Regions from separate parts of the Sus scrofa genome. Here region 1 is linked to region 2. A link is a contact called in public HiChIP or PLAC-seq data. All regions are on one chromosome and are shown on one strand. Each heading gives the region's core, a stretch centred on a gene start, on an enhancer-like site or on the middle of the called end of the contact. The rest is flanking DNA. Distances are from core to core; before and after follow the strand shown.

Region 1 (4,311 bases), core at 1,608-4,107, 210 kb after region 2:
CAAGGCTGTTAAAACCTGGAGTTTCTGCCTCGGTAGGAATGCAGTGGGGCCTAACTAGCTCTATCAAGGTCCCAGGACCTACCTTGAGAACCAGGGCTAAACTGTGGACCAGGATACACAGCACTGGTATCAGCTGGGACTTGCTAGAAATGCAGATTTGAGGCCCCATCTCGGATCCGCTGAATCAGAGTCTGCATTTTATCTAGCTGCATCAGGGTTTAGAAGTGCTGCTCTGATTACTGTTTGGTCAGGCCTCCTATGATCAGGCTGTGCTGAGTGCTGACAAACCCTCCCTACAGCTTCCCCCAAAATCCTTGGATCAGAGGCGGAGTTCCTGCTGTAGACAGTGGGTTAAGGATTCAGTGTTGCTGCAGCTGTGGTGTAGGCTGCAGCTCCAGATCAGATTCCTTTCCTGGCCTGGGAATTTCCATAGGCCACAGATACAGAAAAAAAAAAAAAAATCTCTGGATCAGAGAGCTAGATGGAATGTTCCAGATTACCTGAGCCAATTCTCTTGAACGACAGATGGGGAAAAAGAGGCCCAGAGAAAGGAAAGAATTTGCCCAGGGTCAATTATCCTGGGTGCCCAAAGTTCATGTACTCACCCCCTCTTCTTCCTCAGGGGGTGGTCCTTGTGAGCTATGACCTTACTCCTCCATAGGTCAGGCACCTTATGAACTTCAGAGGGGGCCTGTGGAGGCCCAGGTCTTTCCTGTCCTATCTGCCTGGGCGTGCGCTGAGGCAGGGTGCAGAAACACAGGAAAACTGCACCGGAGAACACAGTGGGAGGTGGCCTGCAGAGATGACACAGGGAGGGGCTGGCTTTGAGAGTTGGGTGTCAGCCACTGAGCCTAGGTTTGTCAAGAGTCATACTCATTTTTTGTTCACAATTATTCCTCTGACTTCTCAGGGAAGAGACAGATCAGAGGCCCACCTCATAGACACCTGTCTTAGAGGTGGGGTGCACTGAGCACAAAGTCCCCAAAGTGGGCTGGATGGTCAGCTCTGGCTGCAGCTCCTGGTGGGTTTCTGTCTTTTTTTGGTCATTATTCATGCAGGCACTCTAAGGGGCACAGAGAGTCCGGGTGGAGAGAACAGAAAAACACACAAATAAATGACCACGAAATAGGTAACACGAGGAGGTTGTGCTGTTCGGGGGAGTGGGAGGAGGGATGGCATTTGGAGTGGGTGGGAGGAGGGATGGCATTTGGAGCGGGTGGACACTGGAGGGATGCATGGTGTGGGGAGGGGAAATCAGAGTGGGCTTCCTGGAGGCTGCATGGCCATCACAGCCCAAGCATGAGGGAGCCTGAACATGTCCAAATTTGGACCTCACACTCTGAACCACTCCTCTGCCCTGTCCTCAAAAGGTGAGACCCCCAACTTGTGTCCTGTCTGGGAGCTGTAAACAGGATGTCTGGCTGGAAAAGAGGCAGCCGAAGCTACCCGGAGAGGGGGAAGGGGGACTTGAATTTAAAGTTGATGGGTTTGGGTTCTATCCAGGATCCCACGGGAAGCCATCTGAGGTGTGATGCAGGAAACAGACACCGATGGGAGTTTCAGGAAGGCTGAGTCTAGAGTCCAGCAAATTGCTGATGTGCAAAGCTCTAGCTTGAGAGCCTGTGTAAGAGAATCACGCACAGTTCTGTATAAGGTTATATAGCATTTCGAAGGGCTACATTTCAACATCGTCTTCCTTTCCATTCGTCCCCCACCCAAACACTGGGGAGGGGTGAGGGGGAATCTTCAATTTGTAATTGTTGAGTCAAGTTTTCCTCTTGTGGACTTTTACAATTCCCAGCTCCACCACCCTGTTATGGGCTTTACAGAAAACAAAGAACCTGAACTTAAACATTAACCAAGATCACTGAGAATGACAATGAAATGTACAGCCTTGGTGTCCTGGGAGGAGAGGCCCCTGACTCTGGCTGGTGGTTCAAACAGGAAAGGGACCTGGGCAGGCGCCATGGCCAAGGGATTAGGAGGCCAGCTGATCCCAACAGCACTTTCCACGCCAGCCAAAAAAAGACTGACTGACCTCATGTAAGGGCGAGGTGCCTGGGTACAAGGAGGGCTTGGACAGGGTCCCAGCCCTGAGAAACTCATGTCCCACATGAGAAAAGCCCTTAAGGGGACTGATCCAGGGCCATGGAAGGCAGAACGAGGAGGGATGTGTTTCACCCTAGAGGAGGCAGCACCTGCTGTAGGTCTTAAAGAATCAATAAACATTTACCAGTAGAAAAGAGTAGCTGGTCTGGGCAGAGGGAATAGGTGAGCTCAGGGTAGAGGGAGCCACGCGTGGTATGTCTGGGAAATGATTAGTCTGCTGTGGTTGTGGGTGTAGGGGGCACAGGGAAGGACGGGGGTGTGGAGGATGGCCAGGGCTGGAAGGCGGCATGGGACCAGATGAGAAAGGTTAGATCTAAGGTGTAGGCCCTTGGGCTCTGTCTAAAGCCCCTGGGCCACTGTGGGGAGGGTAGCCTGGTAGGGTGCCCTGGTGGGAGGCTGCTGGGGTCATCCAGGCCAGAGGTGATAAGGAGCTGAAGTTCAAGGCTGCAGCAGAAGGGAGTGGGGAAGGGGGTGGTGTGGGATGGGGGTCTGGGCACAAGAGGTTTCCAGAAGCACTGTCTTCTGACTCAGAGACTAGTTGGGTGGGGGTCACTGAGGTCAGGGACTGAACACTGACTTGGTGCCATCCTCTGGGAAAGGAAGGGGTCTAGCTGGGCAGCAGGAAGCCCACGGGTATCCCAAACAGAGGAAATTTAATACAGGGGATTGGTTGCATAGTGATGTGAAAGCTGAGAGGCCAAAGAAGATGCAGAGGCAGCACAGAGGTTAGCAATGGGACAAGGCCACTGGCGCCACCTAGAGCAGGAGGGAGGAAGAGGTGTGGCAGCATTAGGTAGAGCTCAGAGGCCAGGAGCAACCCAGCCCAGCAGAAACCAGAGCAAGCCCGGATAGTGGGAGCTGGGGCCAGGGAGGAGACCCAGGCCCCGCTGGAGATGCTTCCTAGAGCAGAAAGTGTGAAAGAAATACCCCGACTTCTCCCCAGCCATCTGCTATGGGCCACACCTACTTGAAAGCCCAAGACAGGAAATCCCTAGAACAGGACTAGAGAGGCAGCTGGGGTGAGCAGAGGTGAGTGCAGATTTAAGCATGAGGGGCCTCCCTGGAAAGGTATCCAGCAAGCACTGGAGACAGAGGCTTGGAGGGCCGGACAGGCGGGTGTGGAAGGCTTGGTATGGCTCCCAGCAGAGGCAAAAGCTGACTCATGCCTGAGACACATGGTCCCAGAGCTGAGCCTCCTGGGTGGGGCAGGGCAAGGTGGTGTCATGTGGCGCAGGGATATGTAGGGCCCTGTGTCGGGAGAAAGGATGCCACGGGGGAAATGGGCTGGCCCGGAGAGGCTGTCAGACCCACGTCATCATCCCTATCCTGATGGCTGTGTGACTTTGGGCAAGTGAACAATATTCTCTGGGCCTTGGCTTCCTGCCTGTAGAACAGAGAGCATACATCCCCCACAGGCTCTCTCTGAGTCAGGAGGGTCAGCCTGGGCTCGGTGATGCCAAGTGGCTGAGTGAGGCATTGGGCTTGAGTCTGACACATGCTCCTGGGGCCACCTAAGATTACACACCTGCAGAGAGAGACCGCTGGCAAGTTCAGGGCCCAAGCTGGCTCCACAGAACACAAGACAGGAAGGGATCCCTCTGAGGTCCTCTGGGGCTGGGGGCCTTGACCCGGGTCCCTGAAATGGTGTACAAAGTCCAATGGGTATTTTTCCTGGGAGAGGGCCTGATTCTTAGAAGAACTGACAACCCCTGCTCATGAACTGCAGGCTAAGCCCCTCCAACTCTTCAGCCCCACCTCCCAGCACACCCAGCCCCATACAAACCACCCCAGCATCACAGAAGGGCTTGTGGTTGCCCCCAACTCACCAGGCTTCCACTCCTGGGCCCTCCCTCAGTGGACCTTGCCCCTCCACCTGGAGTCTCTCCTTCCCTCCCCTCCCACATATCTTATCTTCTCCAGCCTTTAAGCCTCTGTTCAAGCATCACTGCCTCCAGAAGGCTTCCTCTTACCCTCTGACCCTGGCTCCTTCCTGGATGGGCAGGCGTAGCAGATCATATTCTCCAAAGACGGCCACTCCCATGTATTTAGGCTACCCATAGCATCTCCTGCCCATGTGACGGACACACCTTCCACTGTGAGGGGTCTATGTCCCCTCCTCTTGGATCTGGGAGGGACTTGCAACGGCCCTGACCGATAAAGCACAGTGATGCTTCGTGGCTTCAGGGACCAGGTCAGAAAAAG
Region 2 (4,224 bases), core at 58-2,557:
TCTGATACACAGTAAGTATTTGATAAATATTTCACAGTGGAAGAATCCACAGATGTCTGAATAAACGACCAAATGAATGAATGAGTAAATACTTCCAGATGGATAGTGCTTTCTCTAAGGAAGTTACTGACATTTCTCCTGGTTCGTTCACGGTGAGCGTAAATGCCTTATGCAGATGCCACTGGTGTCCAGGTTACTGCCTAGGCAATAGGAAAAGGCTGCCCTTTATGATGTTTTTTCCTGCCTACAACGTCTGCCCCCGCAGTAATGTCTCTGGACACTACTCTGCCACCTCTAACTGGGGGTGATGGGAATTAGGGTCCTCAGTTCAGGCATCTTTGCCAGGGGAGATCCTACCTGGAGACTCCCAGAAAAGTAACTCTTGATACCCCCTTAAGCTTCCTTGCCACCCACAAGTCACACTCATCTGGGAGAAGAGCCTGAAAGAAGGAGCAGATGGAACTCACGGCTGCTGTTCTCTCATCCTGGAAACGGAGAAGCCTCTGCAGGGGGCGGCTGAACACAACCAGGACTGATGGACCCAGAGGAGGATACACAGATCCCAACCCAGATGGGGCTGAGAACCGACATGGGTGCCCTGTGTCAAGGTCACAGGGCTTCCCAAGCGTCCCAAGTACTTCCTCAACCAGTATCTGCTCTGGTCCAGGGAGCAACCTGACGACATTGCCAAGATTGGAGTGTTGTTTTCACTTCACCGAAAAGGAAACGAAGGCTCAGAGCAGGGAAATGAATGTTTCAGGACACCCCATAGCATCTAGAGGATGCAGATTCGGTCATCGATGGCAGGAACTTGCTTAGAATTTTCCCCCTGACGGGGAGGCTGAGAGCCCTTTTGATTTCTTCCTGTCACTTTAAGAGCATCCTTTATCCTCCTGCTGATTCCTACTGCTCGATAAAGAAGGCATATGGCATGTTCACCCAAAAAGTCCTTAAATACTGCTCCCCACAGCTATAAAAAAATACAAGAGCGAGCGAGTGAGAGAAAGAGAGAGAGAGAAAGGAAATGCAACCCCGGAAACTAAGCCAGCCCCCAGGAGACTGGGGAACATTCTTCTGACGCACGGTACTCCTGGCCCCACTGAAAAGGGAGGCGTGTGTGCCAGAGGCAGCAGAACCAATGCACCAGCTGTGAGAGCGCCGCACTTTTAACTGGATTCAAGGCCACAGCAAGAACCTGGCAAGGATCAAGTCCAAAAGGCAACGCGACCGGGGCTAGGAAAACAAAGGCCAGGTCAGGTGGAGGGAGGGTGGGTGCTGAGAATAGGTCCAGGAAACCTGAGGGCACTGGGGCTCCCTCTTCGGTGGTGTTTGTGTGGGTCTGAGGACAGGCGTGGCGGCCACAGGGGCCCCGCAGGGTGGGGCGTTCCTGGCTGCAGTTTCCTTTCCTGGCTGATGAAGGGTTGACGCGAGTTCCTTTGCTCGCCTCAGCTCTGACATTGAAATGGTCTTGTGAACTGAAAGCCTTCGGAGTTTCCATTTCTAGACCCCTGAGGGCTGGGCCACTTGCAGGTTCCGAGTCAGCCAGCCCGCCCGCACGGCAGCTGTCACTGCGCTGTGTCCTTCGGTCCTCAAGACCCAGCAAGGAGGGCAGGTCACTTGAGAAGGACTGGAGGGGGACATTGAGGCGTGAAGCGGTGAAGTTCCTTTCCTTGGCATCACAGTTCATCAGTGGAGGAGCCCAGATTGGAATCCAGCGCAACCTGGCTGCTACTCTCAGGGTATTTCTGCATCACGCTCTTTCCAATTTATAATGAAGCTCCACCAAGAGCAACACCCACCCTGGAGTCACAGCTTTTACACGTTGGCCACCTACATCCACAGACAACTAAAACAGGGCCAGCGAAAAGGAAAGAGCCTCTCTTGCTGTTAAGAGAATAAACACTAATACCAAGGGCAGAGGTACAGAAAGCCTTTTGCCCCAATGTCCTTGCCAGAGACAGATAACACTTATTTGCAAGTTTAGTTAAATATTTACTCGAGACCTACGGGCGCTGTCCCAAACAAGCAAGACAAAGTCCTTGCCTTTGGCTTCTTAGCTCTGCAAATGGAGTCTGAACATCCCCTGGGCCTCTCTCCTCCCAGTCTGAGGAGCCCTGCCCAGGGGCCCTTCCCCTCCCCATCACGGGGCTGCAGTCAGGCCTGGTGTATACGCACGGGGTAAGCTGGTTCGAGCTCAGCCCTCAGGTCAAGCTGAAAGTCTGCTGGCCTGCAAGAGAACATAGAGCCCATGCCAAGCCGGCCTCTGCACACGCCACCCGGCGTCCCCACATGCTCACTCCTGGTCTCACTGGTGTGACCAGGCAGAGCCCAGAGACCCATACCTTCTGCTTCATTACCTGGGGAGCCGCTTCTCCCAGATGTATCACTGGGCCTCGGTGGTGTCTGGACCTCTGTCTTCTGCGCGCTGGCCAAGAGCCATGCCTCCCTGAGCCTGTGTCCTCTGTGGCTGTGGACACAGTGGGGTGGCAGTGGGGAGAGCATGGTAGTGAGAGATGTCAGTGGTGCTGGTGGAGGGGTTGGGCCATTTCCTAAACATGCTGACAACTCAATCCTCAGTCACCATAAGTGCCAACTTGCCTTTCCAACTGGGTCGTAAAAATAAATGACAGATCTAGAAACCTACTACCCTTCCTTAAGGAAATCCCCACTACTCAGTGTTATGTTAAACTCTTAGGATATAGGACCTCAGTGTTGGCAACAAACCTCACCCACCAGAGTAGATGAGGAATAAAAAGAAAAACAAACAAATAAAAAAAACACCCCAAAACCCGGTGTCTTCCCCTGAGGCAACTGACAGCGTAGGCAGGATAATAACTCTCAGGCCAATTGCTCACCTGGAACTGGAGACTGAAATAAACCAGCCCATAGGCTCCCAAAGAGGCAAAATAGGAAGCAAGACCTCTCCTGTCCACACTTACCGCTCAAATCATGGGGCCATCTGCAAACACACTGTCACTCTAGTTGCTCTTGTTAGACTGGGGAACTCAGGGCCCGCCCCTACCCCCCACCCTCTTTCATACCTCAAGGCCTCTGTCTAGAAGGACCTTCTCTCCCTCCTCCACCTGCCTCACACCAACATAAGCTTGATGCCAAAGTCTCAGCAAAGACTCTGCTGACCTGCCCAGCCCTGAATTTCAATCAGAACTGATTGTGCCCAGAGTTCTCGTCGTGGCTCAGTGGTTAACGAACCCGACTAGCATCCACAAGCATGAGGGTAGGATCCCTGGCCTTGCTCAGTGGGTTAAGGATCTGGCATTGCCGTGAGCTGTGGTGTAGGTCGAAGACACGGCTCGGATCTGGTGTTGCTATGGCTGTGGCTGTGGCCAGCAGCTGTAGCTCCGATTAGACCCCTAGCCTGGGAACCTCTATATGCAGTGGGTGCGGCCCTAAAAAGACAGAAGACCAAAAAAAAAGAAGAACTGATTGTTCTCCCCCTTAGCAGCCCCAATTTTGATCATAGCTATTGGACAACATTCACCACATTTTATTGTACTGAGCTCTTTTAACAATCAAGTCTTTTCTCTGTACTTTTCCCCTCAATTTTGCTGTAAACCTAAAACTGCTCTAAAAAGATAAAATCTTAAAAAAAAAAAAAATCAGGCTTTTAGAGTACTTCAAATTCTTCCTAGGCAGAGAATGTGTTTTCTAAACCCCCAATCTGCTTTAAAGCTGCTCCGTGAATGGATTCAGTAATGACTGGATAACACCATCTACAATTTTAAATGATTCTTTAACTAATCCTCACGGTGGCATCCTTCATATGGGAAAGAACAAAGATTATTATTCCCATTTTACAGATGGGAACAAGGCCACAGGCTCACTCTTACTCACTCACTTAACTCATATTTTATTGTGTGCAAGTTTCCATCTAGAATAGTGTTTCTCAAACATTAAGGGGCACAGGAATTTCCTGGCAAGCTGGGTAAAATGCAGGTTCTGATTCAGCAGGTCTAGGGTGGGGCCTGAGATTCTACACTTCTAACAAGCAACACCCAAGCTGCTGATGCAAAGTCCCCACTAGAGTGCTACCCACGTCCCAGGGTGGCTGAGAGAAAAAAGACACCCGATCAGCTTGAGTATGTGGCAGGAAGTAGAGTCTTCTTTCCAACCTGAGGAAGGATAGACAGCATTGTGCCCATTTGACAGGTAGGGAAACTGGGGAGCAGAGAGACTAAGTGCCTCCTCCAAGATCTCCTCCAGCCC

The links. HiChIP or PLAC-seq counts read pairs in DNA pulled down with a chosen protein or histone mark.
Region 1: a contact with region 2 is called in an H3K27ac HiChIP or PLAC-seq map of skeletal muscle. The contact joins two enhancer-like sites. A contact is called at or near these places in 1 of 47 Hi-C or Micro-C datasets (subcutaneous adipose tissue) and 1 of 2 datasets of contacts at active chromatin or transcription factors (skeletal muscle).

The regions. Positions count from the first base shown.
Region 1 is chr13:131,308,119-131,312,429 of Sscrofa11.1, forward strand. No RefSeq gene overlaps it. Among named protein-coding and RNA genes, the nearest start is that of CPN2, 27 kb to the right of the region's middle. Within about 2 kb of position 2,858, at least 19 of the 83 cell types and tissues checked have an H3K27ac peak or open chromatin away from gene starts, as enhancers often do. A contact at or near this core is called in skeletal muscle, where this site is marked.
Region 2 is chr13:131,098,279-131,102,502 of Sscrofa11.1, forward strand. It overlaps LOC102164131 (a long non-coding RNA gene), which reads right to left. Exons shown (of 8, transcript XR_002337825.1): 7 at 2,358-2,467; 8 at 1-2,227. Among named protein-coding and RNA genes, the nearest start is that of HES1, 36 kb to the right of the region's middle. Within about 2 kb of position 1,308, at least 27 of the 83 cell types and tissues checked have an H3K27ac peak or open chromatin away from gene starts, as enhancers often do. A contact at or near this core is called in skeletal muscle, where this site is marked.